Regions from separate parts of the Macaca mulatta genome. Here region 2 is linked to region 1. Evidence: chromatin contacts called from public Hi-C data. All regions are on one chromosome and are shown on one strand. Each heading gives the region's core, a stretch centred on a gene start, on an enhancer-like site or on the middle of the called end of the contact. The rest is flanking DNA. Distances are from core to core; before and after follow the strand shown. Region 1 holds the start of ABCA3 (ATP binding cassette subfamily A member 3). Region 2 holds the start of CCNF (cyclin F).

What was found. Hi-C and Micro-C count contacts between places; a contact is called where the count stands out from the background.
Region 2: a Hi-C map of blood shows a contact between it and region 1, with 5 times the contacts expected there. The contact joins the promoter of CCNF here to the promoter of ABCA3 in region 1. A contact is called at or near these places in 5 of 14 Hi-C or Micro-C datasets (blood, fetal cortex germinal zone, fetal cortical plate and 2 more).

Annotation. Positions count from the first base shown.
Region 1 is chr20:3,571,686-3,576,477 of T2T-MMU8v2.0, forward strand. ABCA3 (ATP binding cassette subfamily A member 3) reads right to left here and starts at 2,532. Exons shown (of 33, transcript XR_013411320.1): 1 at 2,330-2,532. It overlaps LOC106994913, which reads left to right and starts at 1,649. Exons shown (of 4, transcript XM_077985248.1): 1 at 1,649-3,127. The coding sequence starts at 1,649. The coding sequence ends at 2,788.
Region 2 is chr20:3,660,623-3,665,163 of T2T-MMU8v2.0, forward strand. It overlaps CCNF (cyclin F), which reads left to right and starts at 1,739. Exons shown (of 17, transcript NM_001265915.1): 1 at 1,739-1,765; 2 at 3,378-3,532. The coding sequence starts at 1,750.

The sequences.
Region 1 (4,792 bases), core at 1,282-3,781:
TGAGCCATTCAGGAGAATGGGGTCTGCAAAACTCTTCCGGGACAGGGTCTGACATGCCTCACTCTTCCCCACAAGATGTGGGCCTTCAGTGTTTTGTCTGCCTAGAATATCACCCAGCATAGCTTTCTCTACTTGCCGACACCTACCCATCACTTCCCAGCCCACTTCTAGTGCCATGGCCTCTGTGAAGCTTGTTTCAGGGGCTCTTTGTCTTGGCTGCCTGAACAGTGGAATTTTCCAGGGCACTTTAAGGCAGAAACTGACATCTGAGGCCCATCCCTGGAGATGCTGGGCTGTTCTGGGCCCAGGCTGGCTTCCCATGTGATTGTAACAGGAATCCTGGGTGGAGACCTTCTGCTCTTATTGGAGCCACCCCTCCTCCACCTCTGGTCACCTGTTGCACCTTTTCTAGATGTGTCATGTGGTACTCATCTTGTTCTGTCTTCCATCACAGTTACTTGTGAATAAAGCATCTTTTTAGCTCTATCCTAAGACCCCCCAAGAGCAGGGACTGTGTACAATTCATTTTTTTTTTTTTTTGAGACAGAGTCTCGCTCTGTCACCCAGGTTGGAGGGCAGTGGCGCCATCTCAGCTCACTGTAACCTCTGTTCAAGCGATTCTTCTGCCTCAGCCTCCTGAGTAGCTGGGATTACAGGCACGTGCTACCACGCCCGGCTAATTTTTTATATTTTTGGTAAAGACGGGGTTTCGCCATGCTGGCCAGGCTAGTCTCCAACTCCTGACCTCAAGTGATCCGCTCGCCTCTGCCTCCCAAAGTGCTAGGATTACAGGTGTGAGCCACTGAGCCTGGCCTCCAATTCATCTTTCAACTGTGCACAGGGCCTTCCCCGTCAGGGCCGTTCCCAGAGTTCCAGAATGCTTCCCTTCAATAGACTCCACAGTCTCCGGAAGCAGGGCTGGGGAAGAAACGGCAAACCAGGGATCTTACCTGGGCCTTCCCAGTTGAGACTAAGTCAAAATGGGTTCCCGTGAGTCAGCCTGGCTCATGCAGATGGAAGGCTAACCTCTTTTTAGAAACAACTCGTGCTACCCTCTCCTGTTTCAAAAGAGCTGTCTGGTCAGAATGGTGGTAAGTTACCTTAGGAAGAGAGAGGCGTCGTCCTGTTTGTCAGACAGAGTTAGCAAAGGTTCAATTTAAAAGAAAAATTCTCTAAGAAGTTAAAAATAAAAGTGTGGGGAGATTCCCATGACATCCATTTTTATCTATTTTTCCCTTTCTCTTACATTTCCCAAGAGGCAAACTTTCTAAAACAGTCTTAGTCTTTTCAAGTTTACAAAAGGCAGCACCCAGACTATCTGAATAAAATGACAGGGCGCCCGGGAGAAGAGTGCACCTCTCCCACGCGCACCCTGCCTGGCTCCATGCTGTCGCGGGGTCTAGCTACTCACTCAGCGGGCATTTCGGGAGTTCCAGGAACACAAACCCCAACAAGATCCAATCCATGCCTTCCCGGAGTGCACTGTCCAGGACGTAACCCGGCGAACAAGCGGCAATTACCCCCGAGGACATGGCTTCATCCGTGCGACAGACACCAAGCGCCTTCCCCACGCCCGTGACCATAAGGTCGTCCCGGCCCTCCTGAAGCGTGAAGCCGGCTTGGAACAGAGCCAAGACACACGGACGCGATGACGGAGGGCACCAAGAACTCGGCCTCAGCGACTGCCACAGGCCCCTCCGCCTGGACTAGCGGCTCCCCTTCCCCGCCCCCACACAGCGGAGGGCGCGGCAAACGCCCACCGCGGACTGTGGGCCTTGGATTCGGATTCGGAAGCGCCTTGCATTCGGATTCGGAGGTTCCTCGGAACGAGGGGGTGGGAGCAGGCGGAATCCAACCCGGGCGGCTTTGCCACCGCGCGCCCGGCCTCCCCGCGACAGGGAAGCGGCGCCATCTCCGCAGGTGCGCGGTGGACGCCTGCATCCCTCGGGCCCGGGGCTGTCGGGCGCTACACATCCACCTCCTGGGCGCACACAGAGGGCCTGGGCCGTGCCGAGTCTCGGCAGGGTTGAGCTTCCCCGCGCGGCGCGGGCTCCGGCACTGCCCGCAGTGCGGGACACGCCCAAGGCTCGGATGGGAGCCGACGCTGCGGGAGCGGCACCTGCAGGGAGCGCCGGGAGCCGAGGCCGCGGCGGGAGGGGCGGGCGCGGCCGGCGGGGATGCGGGGTCGCGGGAGGGGCCCGCAGCCCAGGCCAGAGCTGGGGGCGGCCCGAGGCCCAAGCTGGCCAGCGAGGGTGGGAAGGGCGGACCCGGGTGGGGACCGCAAGCCCCGGGAACAAGCGCGCGAGCGGCGGGTCCCGGCGGCACTCACCGAGCCTGGGCGCCGGGGTGGCGGCGGCCGGCGCGCGGACCTCTCGCGGGGTCCCCTCCCTCGGCCACCCGGGCTCTGCTCCAGCCTCGCAGTGGCGGAAGCACTGACAGCTGCGTGGCCGCCCTGGAGGGGAGGGGGCGTCTGCGACCCGCGACTGGCGGACGCACCGGCCGTTCCGGCTCCAGCAGGGGGCGCGGCGGCTCGCGCGTGCGCAGTCGGCCGCCCCTGCAGGTGCCCGGTCCACCCCCGGCCGCCTCGGCCGCTCCGGCCAGCCCAACCCCGCGCCTGCGCAGTGCCCCGTGCATCTCGCCCTTGCCCGGCAGAGGGCGCGCTGGATTGCGCGTGCGCAGTCGGCCACCCTGCGAGGACGCGGTTCGCACCCGGCCGCGCGGCAGCCCGTGCCTGCCCACTGCCCTGTGCCAGCGCCTATGTCCAGCAGGGGGCGCGCAGCGGCGGTAGCCGAGCGAGGGCGCGGCGGCTCTGACAGGAATGGCTGTGCGCACGTGCGGTTCACAGCGGTGGAAGTCTTCACATCTGGAAATTTGACTTTGGCCCTTTCTCTATTTCTCCTTATGCACTCTTTCCTTGGGCCCTCGTCACTCCTGGCACCGAGGGAAGCGCTTCCCCGCCTCTGGCCGGGCGCTGAGGCACGACCGAAAGCGAGGCGGCGGCAAGGAACCTTCTGGAATTCGGCCGTCGGGGCAGGCGTCGAGTTTACAGGAAAAGACGCAGTGTCCCAGGATGGGCGGAGTCGCCCTCAGTTGAGGAGCGAGGGAGGCTTCGGGGGTCGCCAGCCGGGTAGGAGTCACCTCAGGCAGGAGGGACCAGGCCTTGTCGGAGTCACCTGGCGGGAGGGTCCAGGGTGGGGCGGGGCCGCCTGTGAGGAGGGTCCGGGGACGGTCGGGGTTACCTGAGGGGGGGGTCGGAGCCACCTGAGGGGAGAGTGGGGGCTGGTTGGGGCCACCTGAGGGGAGCGTGGGGGGGTCGGGGCCACCTGAGGGGAGGGTCCGGGGACGGTCGGGGTCACCTGAGGGGAGGGGGGGTCGGGGTCACCTGAGGGGAGAGTGGGGGGGTCGGGGTTACCTGACGGGAGAGTGGGGGTTCGGGGTCACCTGAGGGGACAGTGGGGGGTCGGGGTCACCTGAGGGGAGAATGGGGGGGTCGGGGTTACCTGACGGGAGAGTGGGGGGGTCGGGGTCACCTGAGGGGAGGGTCGGTGGAGGGTCGGGGCCACCTGAGGGGAGAGTGGGGGGTCGGGGTCACCTGAGGGGAGGGGGGTCGGGGCCACCTGAGGGGAGAGTGGGGGGTCGGGGTCACCTGAGGGGAGAGTGGGGGCTGGTTGGGGCCACCTGAGGGGAGCGTGGGGGGGTCGGGGCCACCTGAGGGGAGGGTCCGGGGACGGTCGGGGTCACCTGAGGGGAGGGGGGGTCGGGGTTACCTGACGGGAGAGTGGGGGGGTCGGGGTCACCTGAGGGGAGGGTCGGTGGAGGATCGGGGCCACCTGAGGGGAGAGTGGGGGGTCAGGGTCACCTGAGGGGAGGGGGGGGTCGGGGCCACCTGAGGGGAGAGTGGGGGGGTCGGGGTCACCTGAGGGGAGAGTGGGGGCTGGTCGGGGCCACCTGAGGGGAGGGTCGGTGGAGGGTCGGGGTCACCTGAGGGGAGAGTGGGGGGTCGGGGTCACCTGAGGGGAGGGTCGGTGGAGGGTCGGGGTCACCTGAGGGGAGAGTGGGGGGTCGGGGTCACCTGAGGGGAGAGTGGGGGGGTCGGGGCCACCTGAGGGGAGGGTCGGTGGAGGGTCGGGGTCACCTGAGGGGAGAGTGGGGGGTCGGGGTCACCTGAGGGGAGAGTGGGGGGTCGGGGTCACCTGAGGGGAGAGTGGGGGGGTCGGGGTCACCTGAGGGGAGAGTGGGGGGGTCGGGGTCACCTGAGGGGAGAGTGGGGGGGTCGGGGTCACCTGAGGGGAGAGTGGGGGGGTCGGGGTCACCTGAGGGGAGAGTGGGAGGGTCGGGGCCACCTGAGGGGAGAGTGGGGGGGTCGGGGTCACCTGAGGGGAGAGTGGGGGGGTCGGGGTCACCTGAGGGGAGAGTGGGGGGGTCGGGGTCACCTGAGGGGAGAGTGGGGGGGTCGGGGTCACCTGAGGGGAGAGTGGGGGGGTCGGGGTCACCTGAGGGGAGAGTGGGGGGGTCGGGGTCACCTGAGGGGAGAGTGGGGGCTGGTCGGGGCCACCTGAGGGGAGGGTCGGTGGAGGGTCGGGGTCACCTGAGGGGAGAGTGGGGGGGTCGGGGTCACCTGAGGGGAGAGTGGGGGGGTCGGGGTCACCTGAGGGGAGAGTGGGGGGGTCGGGGTCACCTGAGGGGAGAGTGGGGGGGTCGGGGTCACCTGAGGGGAGAGTGGGGGGGTCGGGGTCACCTGAGGGGAGAGTGGGGGGTTCGGGGTCACCTGAGGGGAGAGTGGGGGGTTCGG
Region 2 (4,541 bases), core at 489-2,988, 88 kb after region 1:
CAGGGCAGCCAGTGCAGGGTGCGGGCCGAAAGCAGGCATGGCTGCAATCAAGACAACTCCTGCTCCCTGAAAAAGAAATTTGCCTCTCCATATTGAAAGGAGAGTGATCACTACACAAAGCACAGGATAGAGCTAAACAACAACCTAGGGACCAGGGACGCTGTTCTAGATTCTAGAGGCAGCTGGTGTGGCTAATGTGGTCATGGCCGGTTCTAGTTGATTAATCCCTTCAAGATGCTATGGAAGCTAACCCTGAAAGTGCACCTCTGCCCTAGGGGGAGACAGTGGCAAAGTAGGAAACAGTAACCCAGGAGGACAAAAGTGAGAGGAGGGGATAAGAAATCTGGGAGCTGAGAACATGAGACATCTGGGGAGCAGGACCCAAACTTGCTCAGCCTGTTCTCTCTTCACCCTCCTTCATCCGCTTCCTGATTCCAGGACAGGGAATAGTCCCAACTTCCAGGCCCTCTCTGGGGCCACGGACTCTTCTGCGCCCTGTGCTGTGATCACCTGTTTGCTCTGTCTCTTGCTCCAGGCTGGCTGTAGCCTACACACCAGGGCTCCTGTCTGTGTGCCCAGGGCAGGCCCAGTACTTGAAGGGGTTCTATGGGGACTCAGAAGGATGGAAGGGTGCAGACTGAGGGAAGCGTGAGGGAGGGGTAGGCAGCCTTGGCCCAGGCCCCTGCCTTCCCCAGGAAAAGCCCCTCTGTCCTCCACCAGACACTCAGGAGGCTGCGTGTCTTCCCCTTGACAGCCTGTGCCGTGAAAGGGGTGGGGTATGGCTGATTCCTGAAGGACAGCTCGGATGAGCTCTGCCTAAGACAGGAGTGAGCAGATGTGACAGATCGCACGGCGAGCAGCTACCAGGTAGCAGCCGAGGAGGCGAGACAGGGGGCAGCATCTGGCCAAAGTGAGGGGGAGGGCTTGCCCCGGGGCTGGGGCACTGAGGCGTCCAGGGTGCGCCACGATTCGCGGGAAGAAGGGGTCAGCGTTCCGCGGGGGAGACTTCCAGCGCCAGCTCCGACCTCCTCTTTCCCTACCACGATCCGGGCCAGCATCCCCGCCCAGCAGCGGCTCGGCCACAAACCCAAGGGTCTCCACCTGAAGCAGGCGGCGGAAAGGATGGCCGTGCAGGCTGGGGGTGAGGGTCGCGGACCCAGGACCGACCCCGGGACCCGGGCAGGGCACGGCCTCGTTCTAGAAGCGCCACGTCGGGGCTGTGCCAGGCTGGATCACGGCCGCGACTGCGAGGGACGCCAAGGAGTCCTCTTTCCCCTGGCCGCAGGCATGCGCCTTCGGAGCCCATCGGGCACCGCAGATGCCAGTCGCCGGGGTCAGCGGCGAAGCCCGGACCCATGCGGCCGGGAGAGGACGCCTAGAAACCCCTGCGCGCCGGCCGGGAGCCGCGTTCCTCCAGGACCCCAGCCCCGCTGGGGAGGCGGGGCGGCCACGCGGATTCCACCAGTCAGCGACCAATGTTCGAATTCGCGTCCTGGCGCGGCCAATGGCGGGCGCCCGGAGCAGGCAGTGTGGGCGTGGAGGGCGGTAAATAAGGCGAGCCCGGGGCGGGACGTGGGCGGGGCAGGCGGCGGCCCCCCCGGGCAGGCCAATGGGAGGGCCGGGCGCGTTTGAAAACTGGGGTGGGCGGTGGGGCGGGGTCTGCGCCTGCGCGAGGGCTCCGCGCGCGCTCCAGCCGGGGCGCGGGCGCGCTCGCAGGCGGGCTCAGGCGACAGAGACGCGAGCGCGGCGATGGGGAGCGGTGGCGGTGAGTGGGAGGCGATGCCCGCCGGTTTCTGCCCCACAGCCGTTCTGCCTGCCCTGCGGGGCAGACGGTGGGTCCCGCGGGAGGGGAGGCCCTGGCGGCCTGAGGAGGGCCGGCTCGAGCTCTTTAACCCGGGGCGGGTGTCGCGTCCGGCGCAGGGAGCCCCCGCGGCCGGGCGCGCGGTTTAAATGCCCGGCGGGCGCCCGAGCCCCTCGTCGCCTTCCCTCGGGGCGACGTTTTCCGGCCCTTTGCCGGAGCGGCGATCGGGTCTCGGACGGCGATCGGGTCCCGGGGCGGCGATCGGGTCCCGGGGAGCCAAACACCAGCGCCTCCTGGTCGGGGTTGGGGCTGCGGAGCGCGTGGGGTCGAAGCGATCCCGCGGCCCGGCCCGGCCCTGACTGGGCCTCGGTCCAGCGGGGCCGTGGACCTAGCTCTGTGGAAAGCAGCGTTCGGCCCCGCGCGCGATGAGGCACAGGAAACTCGAGCTGTAGTTTGAGCTATTATCACAGTATCTGTCCGGGAGCCGGAGAATGAGGAATATTTTATGGAGAGCTCTATAGAATCTTTGAGAGTTCGTCGCCCTGGAATACGTTTGGCTTTTGCAGCTCTTTTAATTGCTGACAGGAAGACCCGGGTCGGGAGAGGGGAGCAAGGAGCAATTGCTAGGAAGTCCTGGTGGGGAGGGATTTGGGCCCACAGAGGGGAGTGGCGTTTCCTTTCAGGACTGGAAGAATGGATAGAAAGGTAGATTTGTAGATGGGGAGGCAGGATCCTGAGGTTCCTGTCTGAGGGCTTCTGTTTCTCTATGAAATAAGGGCTAAGGTCATCTGCTTAGAGTGAGGAAGGGGTTGCTGGAGTAGGAGTTAGAAAAGCCGGCTGTGGGAAGAGGAGAGAGCACATCTGAGAAGCATGGCTGGGCTGCCTGCCTGGTGGGTGGAGAGCCCGTCTCACCTTTAACGATTGCACCTGTAGACAGACCTACAGGTCTAGGTTTGTGTTGGGACCTGAGCAACAACCTTGCTGCGTAGCTGTCAACTCTGCATTCTACAGTGGAGGGCACACTGAGACTCTGCAGAGCTGACTTGGACGCACACTACCCCGGCCTCCAAGCCTGTGGCTTCTCTCCAGGGCTGACCCTTCTAATTTGGATTGAAAACCAGACTCTACAAGCCCACAGATCCTTATTGAACATTATGCACCTTGGTCATGTGTGCAAAAAGCAAAGATGTCCAGCAAAGGCCCCAGGGGTTTTCCTAAGAGTGAAATGGAAGGAAAACGGTCATCAGCCTCAGCAGCTTTTTCCCCTTCCTGACTGTCATGTGGGCTCTGGATCAGAAAGTTTCCCAATAGCCAAGTTACATGATATGCGCTATTTGCCATAAATATTTGTTGAATATTTGAAAATGAATGATCTCTTCTGTAATTTGTGCAATGCCACTCCTTTTACATAATCTTTGTTTGGGACAGGAAGCATAGTTCCGTTTTTGTGGCACAGGGAATCGTAACCATTAGATCATTTTCAGGTGTAACTTTTATCCTTTTTTTTTTCCCTTCAAGGGTATGTATATAGAATAATTTTTCGTCTTATCAACACTTCTGTCTTTTTTTCCTTCAGTGGTTCACTGTAGGTGTGCCAAGTGTTTCTGTTATCCTACAAAGCGAAGAATAAGGAGGAGGCCCCGAAACCTGACCATCTTGAGTCTCCCTGAAGATGTGCTCTTTCACATCCTGAAATGGCTTTCTGTAGAGGACATCCTGGCTGTCCGAGCTGTAAGTCCCTGGATGAAAACAGCATGAGCCCTAGCACTGTTACCATCAAGGCCTTGTGTTCTTAACTGTCAGAACAAAACTTTGACTAAAAAGGAGGTCACGGGCAGAGGCCGGGCACGGTGGCTCACACCTGTAATCCCAGCACTTTGAAAGGCCAAGGGGGGGGGGTGGATCACCTGAGGTCAGGAGTTCGAGACCAGCCTGGCCAACTTGGCGAAATCTGTCTCTACTAAAAATACAAAAATTAGGCGTGGTGTCTCATGCCTGTGATCCCAGCTACTAGAGAGGCTGAGGCAGGAAAATGGCTTGAACCATTTTCAAGGTTGAAGCAGTGAGCCAAGATCTCACCACTGCACTCCAGTCTCCAGCCTGGGCAACAGAGCAAGACTCTGTCTCAAAAAAAAAAAAAAAAAAGGGGGCAAAAGGAAACAAGGATGATATCATTACCATTACCATATGCTTTCTTTAAGACATTCTGATTACAGAAATTTCCATTCCTGTCTCCCAGCACACTAAAGTTGCCTCTGTTCATTACAGTGTCAACAGAAAAGTACCTTTTTTTTTCTCTGAGACAGAGTCTCGCTCTGCCGCCCAGGCTGGAGTGTGGTGGCGCAATCTCCACTCACTGCAAGCTCCGCCTCCCGGGTTCATGCCATTCTCCTGCCTCAGCCTCCCGAGTAACTGAGACTACAGGCGCCCGCCGCCACACCCGGCTAATTTTTTGTATTTTTAATAGAGTCAGGGTTTCACCATGTTAGCCAGGATGGTCTCAATCTCCTGACCTTGTGATCCGCCCACCTCGGCCTTCCAAAGTGCTGGGATTACAGGCGTAAACCACCATATCCGGCCAAAAGTACCCTTTTATGGCAGTGAAATTTGCATCCCTTAAAAGATAGTGTTTAAAAGAATAAGAAGGCCAGGCGCGGTGGCTCAAGCCTGTAATCCCAGCACTTTGGGAGGCCGAGACGGGTGGATCACAAGGTCAGGAGATCGAGACCATCCTGGCTAA